Regions from separate parts of the Mus musculus genome. Here all the other regions are linked to region 1. A link is a contact called in public promoter capture Hi-C data. All regions are on one chromosome and are shown on one strand. Each heading gives the region's core, a stretch centred on a gene start, on an enhancer-like site or on the middle of the called end of the contact. The rest is flanking DNA. Distances are from core to core; before and after follow the strand shown. Region 1 holds the start of Ankrd35 (ankyrin repeat domain 35). Region 2 has its middle 9.9 kb from the start of n-TNgtt4. Region 3 has its middle 10 kb from the start of H2ac21.

Region 1 (3,522 bases), core at 188-2,687:
AAGAGCACCCGACTGCTCTTCCAAAGGTCCGGAGTTCAAATCCCAGCAACCACATGGTAATGAGATCTGACTCCCTCTTCTGGAGTGTCTGAAGACAGCTACAGTGTACTTACATATAAATAAATCTTAAAAAAAAAAAAGTTGCAAAGGGCATTATGAATGAATGGTCTGCTACAACAGTTTAAACTTGGAAGTTTGCCAGAAAATACTGAGAGTGAAGGCAGGCTTCTGGTTTTGGTTTTTGAGACAGGATCTCTCTGTTATGTACCTCTGGCTGTCCTGGAACTTGCTATGTAGACCCACCACACAAGACTGGCCTCAATTTACAGAAATCTACCTGCCTCTGATTCCGGAGTGCTGAGATTAAAGGCGGATGCGTCACCACACCTTCTTCAGGCTTCTGTTTCAGAAGAACCTTGAAAACCATGTTAAGAACTTTGGGCCTAAGCCGGGCGGTGGTGGCACATGCCTGTAATAATAGCACTTGGGAGGCAGAGGCAGGCAGGTTTCTGAGTTCGAGGCCAGCCTGGTCTACAAAGTGAGTTCCAGGACAGCCACGGCTACACAGAGAAACCCTGTCTCGACCAAACAAAAAAAAAAAAAAAAGAAAGAAAGAAAAAAGAAAAGAACTTTGGGCCTATAGCATCTTGGGGGGGCGGGGGTGGGGGTGGGGTCTGCTGCTAAGCCTCACTACTTTAGTTCAAGCACCGGATTCACAAGGTGAATGGAGAAAGCCAACGCCGGTTGTCTTCTGACCTCCACAAGGGTGCCCACCCTTAGCGCATACTCATGCCTCAGTAAATGAATTAATGTAAAACACTTCTAAAAAGAATTTTGGGCTTTATTCCATAGGGTTCCATGAGTATTTGGGTGGGCTTGCTTGGTTTACAGGGAGGAGAAAGGAGAGATGGGAAGGCCAGACCAGTTGGCTGCAACTAATACTTGTCAAACAAGAATTACTAAGAAGTGAGTCTAAAGGATAAGGAAGGTCGGACTTTTTGTTTGTTTGTTTGTTTCTTGGAGTGGGGAAGCAGACAGTAAAAACTCTCCCCTTGCTGCTTTCTAAGATCTGCGTTAGTGATCGGCTTGATCCTTTGAGTTTTGTCCAACCTCTGGTTGCAGTGGGTCACAAATCACCCATTGGTGATCAAGTCTGCTTAGTGCATCACGTTTCCAAACTCTATAGAAGATCTTGGGGCGTTGGGAGGGAGGGGATGAAGCACACACAGGTCATGGCTATGACTAAGAGTCATTAACTGGTAAAAGAGGTTGGTGACATCGAAGCTTGTGGAGGTCCTTGAGAGGGGGCGGGGGCGGAACTGGGGGTGGAGCTCCAAGCAGAAAGACGGGGGACTTAGGGCCTGGAAGTCGCTGGTGCGGAGGCTGCGAGCATCCCTCTTGGATTCGGTAGGTAACTACAGGGGGCGGGCTTCGGCTGAAGGGCGGAACTTGAGAGCCAGCCAGGGTGGCCGCAAAAGACTGCGGGCTTTTTGCCTCTGCAGGGACGGGGTTAGGCAGGGCCAGAGGCGGGGTTTTAAGCCCAGCCTTCAGTTGAACGTCTACGATTGAGCGGGGTGGGATCTGGGGCGGGGCTTGGGGCGGGACCCAGTCTGCTTTTTGACAGCTGTCTTTCGGCACAGCCGTAGCCGAGTTGGGTTAGGAACTTGTGGCCCGGCTCTCTGCGCGTCCCCGTCCCCCCGTGGCCCTAGCCCCGGCCATGAAGCGCATCTTCTCCTGCTCCAGTTCACAAGTGGCGGTAGGTGCCAAATGTGTGGGAGAAGGGCTGTGGCTGGGATTCAAGCCCTGTGTTGACAGAAGTCCTGAGTCCCATCTCCATGGATGATCGCATTAACCCTGCCTGCATCAGTCTTTCCTGCGATGTTAGCAGTTCTGATAATGCGGTCGCCAGCCCTGGTAACTGAACTTATGGGTGTTATTAAAACCCTGTCCCTTAATCTTTTCCTTCCCAAGGTGCTTCCCCTTGGCTCCTTTTCCCAACATATTTGGCTTCCAGCTTCTGGTATGCTTTCTAAAGTTCTGTTCTCTTCCAATGACCCTGGTCTCTACTTCAGCTGCGGCTCCCAGTACCAACCCACCTCCAGACATCTGCCCGCCCCCACCCCAGCCTTTAAATCCGTTCCTACTTCTATCCCTAATTCCTGCCCTATAGCTTCACTTCCATCCTTGCCTTCTCACAACGTTCTCTCTCACATAGCTCCATTTTTACTCTTTGCTTTCTGCCCCTAACAGTATTTTCTGCCCCCAAAGTATTCTCACCCCAGTGCCTTCTTCCAACCCTTCTTCACAGCCTCCTTTACCAAACTTGCCTCTTCCACTCCATGACACTGCCTCTTCCACTCTCTCAAGCACCAATCCAAATCTCTTTCCAAGCGTCTGTCCAACATGGGGCCTCTGTTTTCTTAATTTCCAGTGACCTTTTCCTCAATATTACTTCCTCTACCTTTTGCCTGGACCTCCTGCCTGCTTACAGTGGCTTAACCTTGCAACCTAGCTAGCCAGACAAACGCTGTCAGAGGACAGACAAGTCTCCTGGCTGATCCCCAAGAGCCTGGGTGAGTTGCCTGCAGAATTTACCCTGGCCAGTTCTCTGTACTGTCTAGTCTTCAGACTGGTTCTTGGGACCAATCAAGTTCTGTCTGGTTCTCCCCCCATCCCACCCCACCCCCAATTATTCCTTTGTCTTGTTTAGCATTTGTGTTCATTTTCTTTGATTGAGTTAGGGGAATGAGATGGTGAAGGAGAAGACAGAGTGGATCACAATGAGAGAGTTCCTGACAAGGGTTACTCTCTTCTCCGTTCTCTCCCCTCTAGAGCAAAACAAAGATTTTGGAAGATGGTGGTTCAGGGAGGATACAGTTGTCCTTCTCTAAAGAGTTCTTCCGGAGTGGCCCTCTGTGGAGGGAATGGCGTCTTCTGAGGAGGTTGGGGGTATGAGTCCCTTGGTACTAATATTGCTTAGTTGACGCGTCATTCATTCATAAGCAGATGTGAGAAATGTTTGGTTATCTCACTGTGCCTGGCAGGCCACAGAAACCTGGCAGAAACCTGTGAAGCAAGAGTAAGAACTGTCTAGGCCTGTCTCTGTCCCATTTACATTTGCTTCTGCATGGAGTTTCTACACACTGACCAAACAGTAAGGGCCTTTACTCTTACAGATAACAGAAACTGCGGCTACCTGGGTTCTTAACACACTGGCTTAGCTCTCAGTGATTTTCTAATCCATGGTCACTTTCCCCTAATTATGGAAAGTTCCCAGAATTGTTCTCCCTTTCAGATTTATGGAGTCTGTTTCTCTTTAGGAGGGGGACTATTTCATTCTTTGTTGTTGTTTGTTTTGTTTTGTTTTGTTTTTGTGTTTGTTTGTTCCTTCCACACAGGGTTTCTCTGTGTAGCCCTGGCTGTCCTGGAACTCCCTTTGTAGACCAGGCTGGCCCCACTCTCAGAGATTTGCCTGCCTCTGTCTCCCAAGTGCTGAGATTACAGTCGTGAGCTACCACTCCT
Region 2 (3,710 bases), core at 1,046-3,545, 360 kb before region 1:
TGTATCCAGGTTTATATTGAAAAATGGTCACTAGAGATATAATGTTGTGAAGAGCGGGTGTGGCGGCAGTCCCAAAGGTGCCAGGGACTGCAGCTAAGTCATATGACTTGCACCTGACTTCCTCATATAAGACACAAACATCTTGAGTGCTGCGCAGGTGTACCAGGATACAGGTGAATCCAATTTGGTGGAGATTTGCCCCTGCTGCCCTGATTAGCTGAAGCCTCGTGACTGGCGAGGGGGCGTGGCCTGCGGTGCGTGGATGAGAGAGAGTATAAAAGGAGTGAGAGGCCCAGGGTTCGGGGGAGATATAAACAAGGGAGATATAAACAAGAAGAAACAGGACTGAATAAACGTGTGCAGAAAGATCCTGTTGCAGCGTCGTTCTTCCTGGCCAGTTGAGCGCGCGCAAGATAATGTTGCAAAGACTGGATTCAGGAAGCCAGTTTTTGGGTGGATATAAGAAACAGTGTCTGGAGGAGTGCTGTGATGACAAGGTGGAGAGTCTGTAGAGGAGTCCAATAAATCTAACAACTAGACAGAAATTAGAGTTTTTAATATATGGAAACATCCAGAAACTGAGTCTTCAAGCCAAAATTCGATGGTGTCTGTCTTGATTCTGCCCCTATATTGTCTTTAATGTTAATTCCTCTTATTTCTTCCATAATTAGACTTTTACCTCGGTCACCCACAGACTGATTATCTCATAAACCGGAGACAAACACCGAAGCAACCATTCGAAGTTAAAAATTAAAGACTGGGGATGAGAAATAAGAGGCTGGTGAGTAAGAGCCTGGAAGAGCAGTTTTCCGAGTGGAACAAGGTCAGGAGAATCAGACGCTTATGGTTTTCTCTAGTACAGTTCTTGTAGAAAAGCATTTGTTTTGCATGTGTTAGCTACTTTTAGATCATAGGAAAGCACATTAATTGTTAAATTAGATCCTGCTGCCCTTCAAAACTAGATGCATGGGGAGCATTGGTGGTTCAGTGGTAGAATTCTCGCCTCCCACATGGGGGACTTGGGCTCAATTCCCAGCCAATGCAAGATCTCCCTTTTCAAAATTTCTTAAGCTTCTAATTAGTAGCACTGTGTCTGGAACTTACGAAACTGTCCATTAGATTTGCTCTCGGACCAGACCAAATGGTGTACATGTGTAGAACTTGATTTAGACACCTCAAATGATCAAAGAAATTCCATTGGCTAGAAGGTTCATGATTCCAGCTGGACCTTGGGCTGGCCAATGGGAGAGCGGCTACAGGAGGAATGTCCTGGGCAGATCCAGAGCCCTGGAAACCCAGACAAGAGGTCGAGGGTGGGGGTTGGGGAGGAGGCATACCCTGGACATAAGAAGCCACTCACCACGGTTAGCATCTGTACTCTCCAGCCCTTTGGAGTTTGAAGAAGGAAATAGTCTATATTCCTAGCAATACCTGCCAACAGAGTTGACCCGAGAACTATACTCTTAATGAGAAAAAAAATGGATTTTGAATTTTGTTTATACTTCTTAGAACTTGGGGAGGCTTCATGAAAAGTGAACAACAGAAATAAGGTTCTGGGTGAAACGACTCAGTAGGGTGGAGGAGCTTGTCACCAAATGTTGACGATCTGAGTTCAGTCCTGGGAACTCCACAGTGGAAGGCAAAACCTGACCTCTGCCCTTCCCTCACCTGCCTTTAAACAAATAGGCACAAGCATATACAAACAACAAATAAGATAAAAAAGCTTTCTTATTTAAACAAACAAACAAACAAAGTAATGTGAATGAAATAAACCCTCCTGGACCGGCTCCTAATCCCAGCCTTCATCACAGCAACTGAAAGCAAACTAACAGGAAATCCAACCTCAAGGCAATACAGTAAAATTCAGCTTTTAAGATAAAGAAAACAGCCTCCAGTCCTCTGGGCAATGCCGGGAAGTTACAAAAGAATTTCCTGCACCAGGTCAAGGCCATAAAGGAAAGGCATCCACTTTAGTTTCTCTGTCTCTAGTTTGGAACAGCATTTTCAGACATTATGCAGAGATTGCAAGCCAGGGATATTATACCCGACTGGCCTCTTGCAGGTTCCAGGGCAGAGAGCCCTAGAACTCTGACACTTCACACTAAGCCACAGAGGCACGGTTGCCACAATCTGACCCAGACCTTGGACAGCACCCTTGCCAGCCAAGGCAGAAGTTGCTCTTCCCTGCCTGCTGTGGGAAGCCCTTGTTTTTTGAGCAGTTTCTTGCCTGCCTGTCTAGTTCCTTGGAAACGCCCCACTTGCCTCGTGTTCCTAGGATACAACCAGTGAGCTGTAGTGTAAAGCTGGCTCCTGCAGGACAGACACGCTTGTGCTACCTACTCCATCCTGATGTCATCTGTGGGACTGTGGGTGTTAGGAGAATCTGGCGCTGTGGGTATAGATTCCCTCACTGCGTTTGAGTTCACTGTCTCTGTACTAGAACATTTAATGCACATATGACCAGTGCTGCCTCCTCAGGGTTGCTTGACTACATGATGGGCTTGCTCCCCACAGTGAATGGTGGTTTCTCAGGAGACTCTGGCCAGCTTGAGTGTGGTAAGCATGACTCAGGCAGGCCTTGTCTTTCTCCCCCACTCTCTCCGCCTTGCTAAAAATCATTAGATTACATTCCTGAAGCTGGCCACCATGGTCTATTCCCTTATTTGGCCACTTCCTCCCCCTGAGGCTGACTACCAAGGCCTGCTATCAAAGTACTGAAGTCCAGCAATCAAAAGCCCTCTTTGGCTCACCTAATTCATATGCCCAATCAAAATTAAACATCCCATCGTAGGGGTTTCCTCTTGTGCCTTTATAAACTGCCATTTGCCTATGTGCCACATCTGTCTCCTCTCTATCCAGAGGCAGTCCTGTGTCCCAGTCCAGGACAAATATCCCTGCCCCCTCTACTTTGTTCTCTTCCCTTCTCCCTCCTCCTCTGTCTCCTGTCTTATTTCCTGCTTCCCTGTCTCCTCCGTGCTGAGAACATAGTCTTGGGGGTCCCAAGCCATTACTTTTCCTTTCAGTTTTGCTTAAAAGGGCAGGAATCCGTGGTGTGTCCTAAAGAACAGGCACCATGAAGCTAAAATCAGCCTCCTCGGAAACCAGAAGTGCCCAGTTGCTGTTGAGCAGAAATCCTGTCTCTTAGGCCTTACTTCCAAGGAGCATGGTCGCAGGTGGGCAGCTCTTGTGCGCGCTTGACTGGCCAGGAAGAACGACGCTGCAACAGGATTTTTCTGCACACGTTTATTGGGAGAGCTTGATTGTAGAGGCGAAAAGACTTTGAGCCCAGAACTGGTGCTGCTTTTATAGGCCTAGGAGGGGCGTGTCTCACACCCGGATTGGTTATGCACTAAGCCTCATTTGCATGTTCCTCATCTGATTGGCTACTCTCTCTCAGTACCTTACAGAACCTCATTATCATACCTCATTTGTATGTCTCACATCTGATTGGTTATACTCTCAGTACCTTACAGAACCTCATTATCATGTCTGGGCCAGGCAGTGTTTTTGCAAAAAACTTTACTGCATATGTACACATTGGTTGTTTGTCCAATCTTATGCGTGGTGGCCAGCAGTAGTCAGTGCCACTCTGCAACGGCACATGTGGCTTCCCACATCTCCCCCTGTTTGTTTTAATAAAATGAGGCTGGACTAGGCCTGTGTAATTATGCTCATCTGCCGTGGCTCCTGTTTTAGGTCGTTTTTCTAAT
Region 3 (3,763 bases), core at 910-3,409, 460 kb before region 1:
CCTAGGTGGCAGCTGAAAGCTACTTTTAGTTAGAGATGCAACAAGAGGAAACTTTTCCTAGATGTCATACAATTTTAATTTATATGTTTATATATAATTTGCTATACAACCATAACACTGATCGTCGGACTCAAGATAGTTAACACAAAATGACATCTTCCCTAGCCTCTGAGACATCTAAGATGTGCAGGAGAATTGCAGTATTGGCATAACAGCAGACAACGTATCTACCTTTTACCTAGCTCCACTGACCTTTTGTCCCCCCACTCCCACCCCTTACACATCTCATTTTTTGAGACAGTCACACTGTGCAGTCCTGACTGTCCTGGAACTCAGTGTGTAGACCAGGCTGACCTTGAGCTCGTGGAGTCCCACCTCTCTTGCATTAGAAGTGCCAGGATTACAGGTCCCAGTCATCAATCCTTGTTTTTCACTGGCAACATTTTGCTAGAATTGTTTTGTATCTCTCATTGAATGTGTGTTTAATAATGACAAAATAATTACTTTTGCTGAATCACTTCAGTTAATTACAATTTAAAAAAAAATTATGTGTCTGAGTGTTTGCCTAGCTATATATAAGTGCACCATCTGCATGCCTGGTGCCTGAGGAGGCTTGCAGCAGTTGGAGGATCCCCTGAAACTGGAGTTACAGACTCTTGTGAGCTACCATGTGGGTGCTGGGAACTAAATCCAGGTCCTCTGCAAGAACAATACTAGCTCTTAATTATTGAGTCATCTCTCCAGCCTTTGGGTACAGAAGATTCGACCCTTAACTGCTATATAAACACTCACCTATCCTCTATTGTCCTACAATACCACTATACACTGAACATAGCAAAGGTTCATATACCCTGCCTGTCTACTGTGCAGCTGGTAATCCAGTTTACCCAGTCCTCTCTTTAGTTAGCATTTATCATGCTTCAACTGTGTCTTCCAAAGCCATGTTGTCCCTCAGTCCTTACTGCAGTGGCATTAAGAGGTGGGGCTTTAGGAGTGGTGAGGCTGTGAAGGTGCTGCTCTCAGAATCAATTAGTGCCTTAGAAAAGGGCTTGAGGAAGCAAAGTCACGCCTTCAGCCCTTTTGCAAAGTAAAGACATCTGGACAGTGTCATCTATGAGAAACTGACCTTCACCAGACACTAAGCTTGTCAGCAATTTGGTATTGGTCTAGAACTGGGAAAAAACAAACAAACATGTTCTTTATCAGCCAGTGATATTTTGGATGAAGACAGCATCCCATCCAACGCTGAATTTTTAGACACGGACTTACTTGGCTTCGAATTTCCATTTTGCAAAGCTCACTGTCTGCAGCGTGGAAAATGGATTATAAAAGATGAGCAAGGAAGCCAGGAAGCAGCTGGAGAGCAAAGTCGTGAGCAAGGATGACCTCAGGAGAGCGGGCTCAGGTCACTGCGGCCTCTTGCAGTGGCTGCCTTCCTTGCAGAGCGCCCCCTTCAGATTCAGCTGAGCTTCGCGTCACCACAAAAAGGAATTTCAGGATGTGCTAGTATGAAGGGGAGTTGGAGTCCAGAGGAAGGGCATTGGCAGAGATTTCCGAGTGGGAATCATCACGCAGGTGTGGACAGGAGCTCTAGAGTGTTTCACGCCCGTGTCCTTATGCATGCGGGACTTTGGTGTCTTCTGAGGTTAGATTCCACGGTTGCTAAGGAACTCGTAGGAGATCACAGAGTGGGGCCTAGGAAGTAATGAATAGGATCACGGCTGATCACATCTTCACAGTAGGATGCAGAGAAGTTAAGGTGTCTTTACTGCAAACAACGTTTTAAAATCTTATTTTAAAGAGTCTTGTCCAGAACCTTTTGGATTTTCAGATTTGTATCTGGGTAAGGAATAAGGTCACATTCAAAAGCCATACATATAGACATAGCATGCTTCATAACTATTTCAATATTCTTGTTTGAAACATCTGTACAGATGAGAACTGTGTGGAGGCAACTTCCCTCCCACAGTTTTGACTACTGGGCTGGAGTGCCTCACTCTCAGTGAGGGATTCCTTTTCTTTCTTAGGTTCCCTGAATTGTTCCTGTTTATCTGTCCCGTCTCAACCTGAGCTAAGGAGGTGGCAGAGGCAGGCAGACACTCTGGTATAAGGCATGGCAAAAGGCAAGCAGGCAAGGCTGGGGCGGTAGATCACGAGACGGAAGTGTAACAACAATTTCTGTTTGTACACCCGAGGTTATACAAACAGTACAGACGATCCCTGTATATCCCTTACCCTGCCATTCGTCCATCTTTCTCTTCTCGTGGCTTTATTTCTCTGGAGGTTCCTAGTGTTCTCCCAATACATTAAAAACGGCCAGACATTGTCTTACATAACAATCTGAATAATCAGAAAGTGTTCCATGACCCTGACCCAAACTTGCCAGCTGCTGTCTTTTCATCTTCACTAATCTGGGCTAGCCCCTCAGTTTAGTCCTTCAGAGCTCTGGGCTAGCCCCTTAGTTTAGTCCCTTTGAGTTCTGGGCTAGCCCCTCATTTTAGCCTCCCAGAGCTCTGGGCTAGCCCCTTAGTTTAGTCCCCTTGAGTTCTGGGCTAGCCCCCCATTTTAGTCTCCCAGAGCTCTGGGCTAGCCCCTTAGTTTAGTCCCCTTGAGTTCTGGGCTAGCCCCTCAGTTTAGTCCTTTAGAGCTCTGGGCTAGCCCCTTAGTTTAGTCCCTTGAGTTCTGGGCTAGCCCCTTAGTTTAGTCCCCTTGAGTTCTGGGCTAGCCCCTCAGTTTAGTCTTCCAGAGCTTTGCCTTTTTCTCTTTGGAGATGGAGGTTTGGGGTGCTGCTCAGGCGGGTATCAAACTCCTGAGCTCAGGACAACCCTCCTGTCTCAGCCTTCTCTGCAGCTGGGACTGTCAGTGGGAGCTGGGACCCAGGCCTTATGTTGCCATCTGTAGTCTGTGACTTCCTTACTCATTTTAAGCTAGGATTCTTGTTTTGTGCTGTAGAATAGAATTCTAGGACCAATCAGTATGAAATAAAAGTTGAAGTTTATTAAGGAAAGTTCTTGTGTGTGTGTGTGTGTGTGTGTGTGTGTGTTTGTAGTTTGTTTTTTTAAAAGTATATATGGGGCTAGTGAGATGGCTCAGCAGGTAAGGGCACTGACTGCTCTTCCGAAGGTCCTGAGTTCAAATCCCAGCAACCACATGGTGGCTCACAACCACCCATAATGAGATCTGACACTCTCTTCTGGTGTGTCTGAAGTCAGCTACAGTGAACTTATGTATAATAATAAATACATCTTTTTAAAAAAGGTGTGTGTGTGTGTGTGTGTGTGTAAAATGTGACATGGTTGTGCACCTATAATGCCAGTATTGGGTAGGTAGAGGCAGGTAGATCTCAGTTTAAGACAAACCAGCCTGTTCTATGTTACAAATCCCAGGCCGTCCAGGACTATATAGTAGGAGACCTTGCTCCCCCACCCGGACCCCCAGTGGGTTTATGTTGTTGCAGTGATTGATTTTTCTCTGTGTAACCCTGGCTGTCCTGGAACTTGCTATGTATACAAGGCTAGCTTCGAACAGAAATCTGCCTGCCTCTTTCTCCTGAGTGCAGAAATTAAAGGTGAGAGACCTTGTCTTAAAAAAAAAAAAAAACTTAGCTGAACTAAACATTGCATCCATCCTGACCAGGCACAGACTATTTTCTTTTCCAAGCAACACAATATAACAACTATTTCCATGACACTTACATAGTATTAAACATTATAAGTAATTTAGACTTGAAGTAAACAGATTACATTTAAATATAAGAACTTGA

What was found. Promoter capture Hi-C pulls out the DNA fragments that hold promoters and counts their contacts.
Region 2: a promoter capture Hi-C map of hippocampal neurons shows a contact between it and region 1, with 2.4 times the contacts expected there. The contact joins the enhancer-like site here to the promoter of Ankrd35 in region 1. A contact is called at or near these places in 10 of 39 promoter capture datasets (the 3T3-L1 cell line, the C10 cell line, cranial neural crest and 5 more), 1 of 484 Hi-C or Micro-C datasets (liver) and 2 of 115 datasets of contacts at active chromatin or transcription factors (microglia and pancreatic cancer cells).
Region 3: a contact with region 1 is called in a promoter capture Hi-C map of liver, with 4 times the contacts expected there. The contact joins the enhancer-like site here to the promoter of Ankrd35 in region 1. A contact is called at or near these places in 2 of 39 promoter capture datasets (both in liver) and 1 of 9 other capture datasets (adipose tissue).

What each region holds. Positions count from the first base shown.
Region 1 is chr3:96,668,694-96,672,215 of GRCm38.p6, forward strand. It overlaps Ankrd35 (ankyrin repeat domain 35), which reads left to right and starts at 1,438. Exons shown (of 14, transcript NM_001356538.1): 1 at 1,438-1,756. The coding sequence starts at 1,718.
Region 2 is chr3:96,310,281-96,313,990 of GRCm38.p6, forward strand. No RefSeq gene overlaps it. Among named protein-coding and RNA genes, the nearest start is that of n-TNgtt4, 9.9 kb to the right of the region's middle. Within about 2 kb of position 2,296, at least 15 of the 459 cell types and tissues checked have an H3K27ac peak or open chromatin away from gene starts, as enhancers often do. A contact at or near this core is called in hippocampal neurons, where this site is marked.
Region 3 is chr3:96,208,017-96,211,779 of GRCm38.p6, forward strand. No RefSeq gene overlaps it. Among named protein-coding and RNA genes, the nearest start is that of H2ac21, 10 kb to the right of the region's middle. Within about 2 kb of position 2,160, at least 7 of the 459 cell types and tissues checked have an H3K27ac peak or open chromatin away from gene starts, as enhancers often do. A contact at or near this core is called in liver, where this site is marked.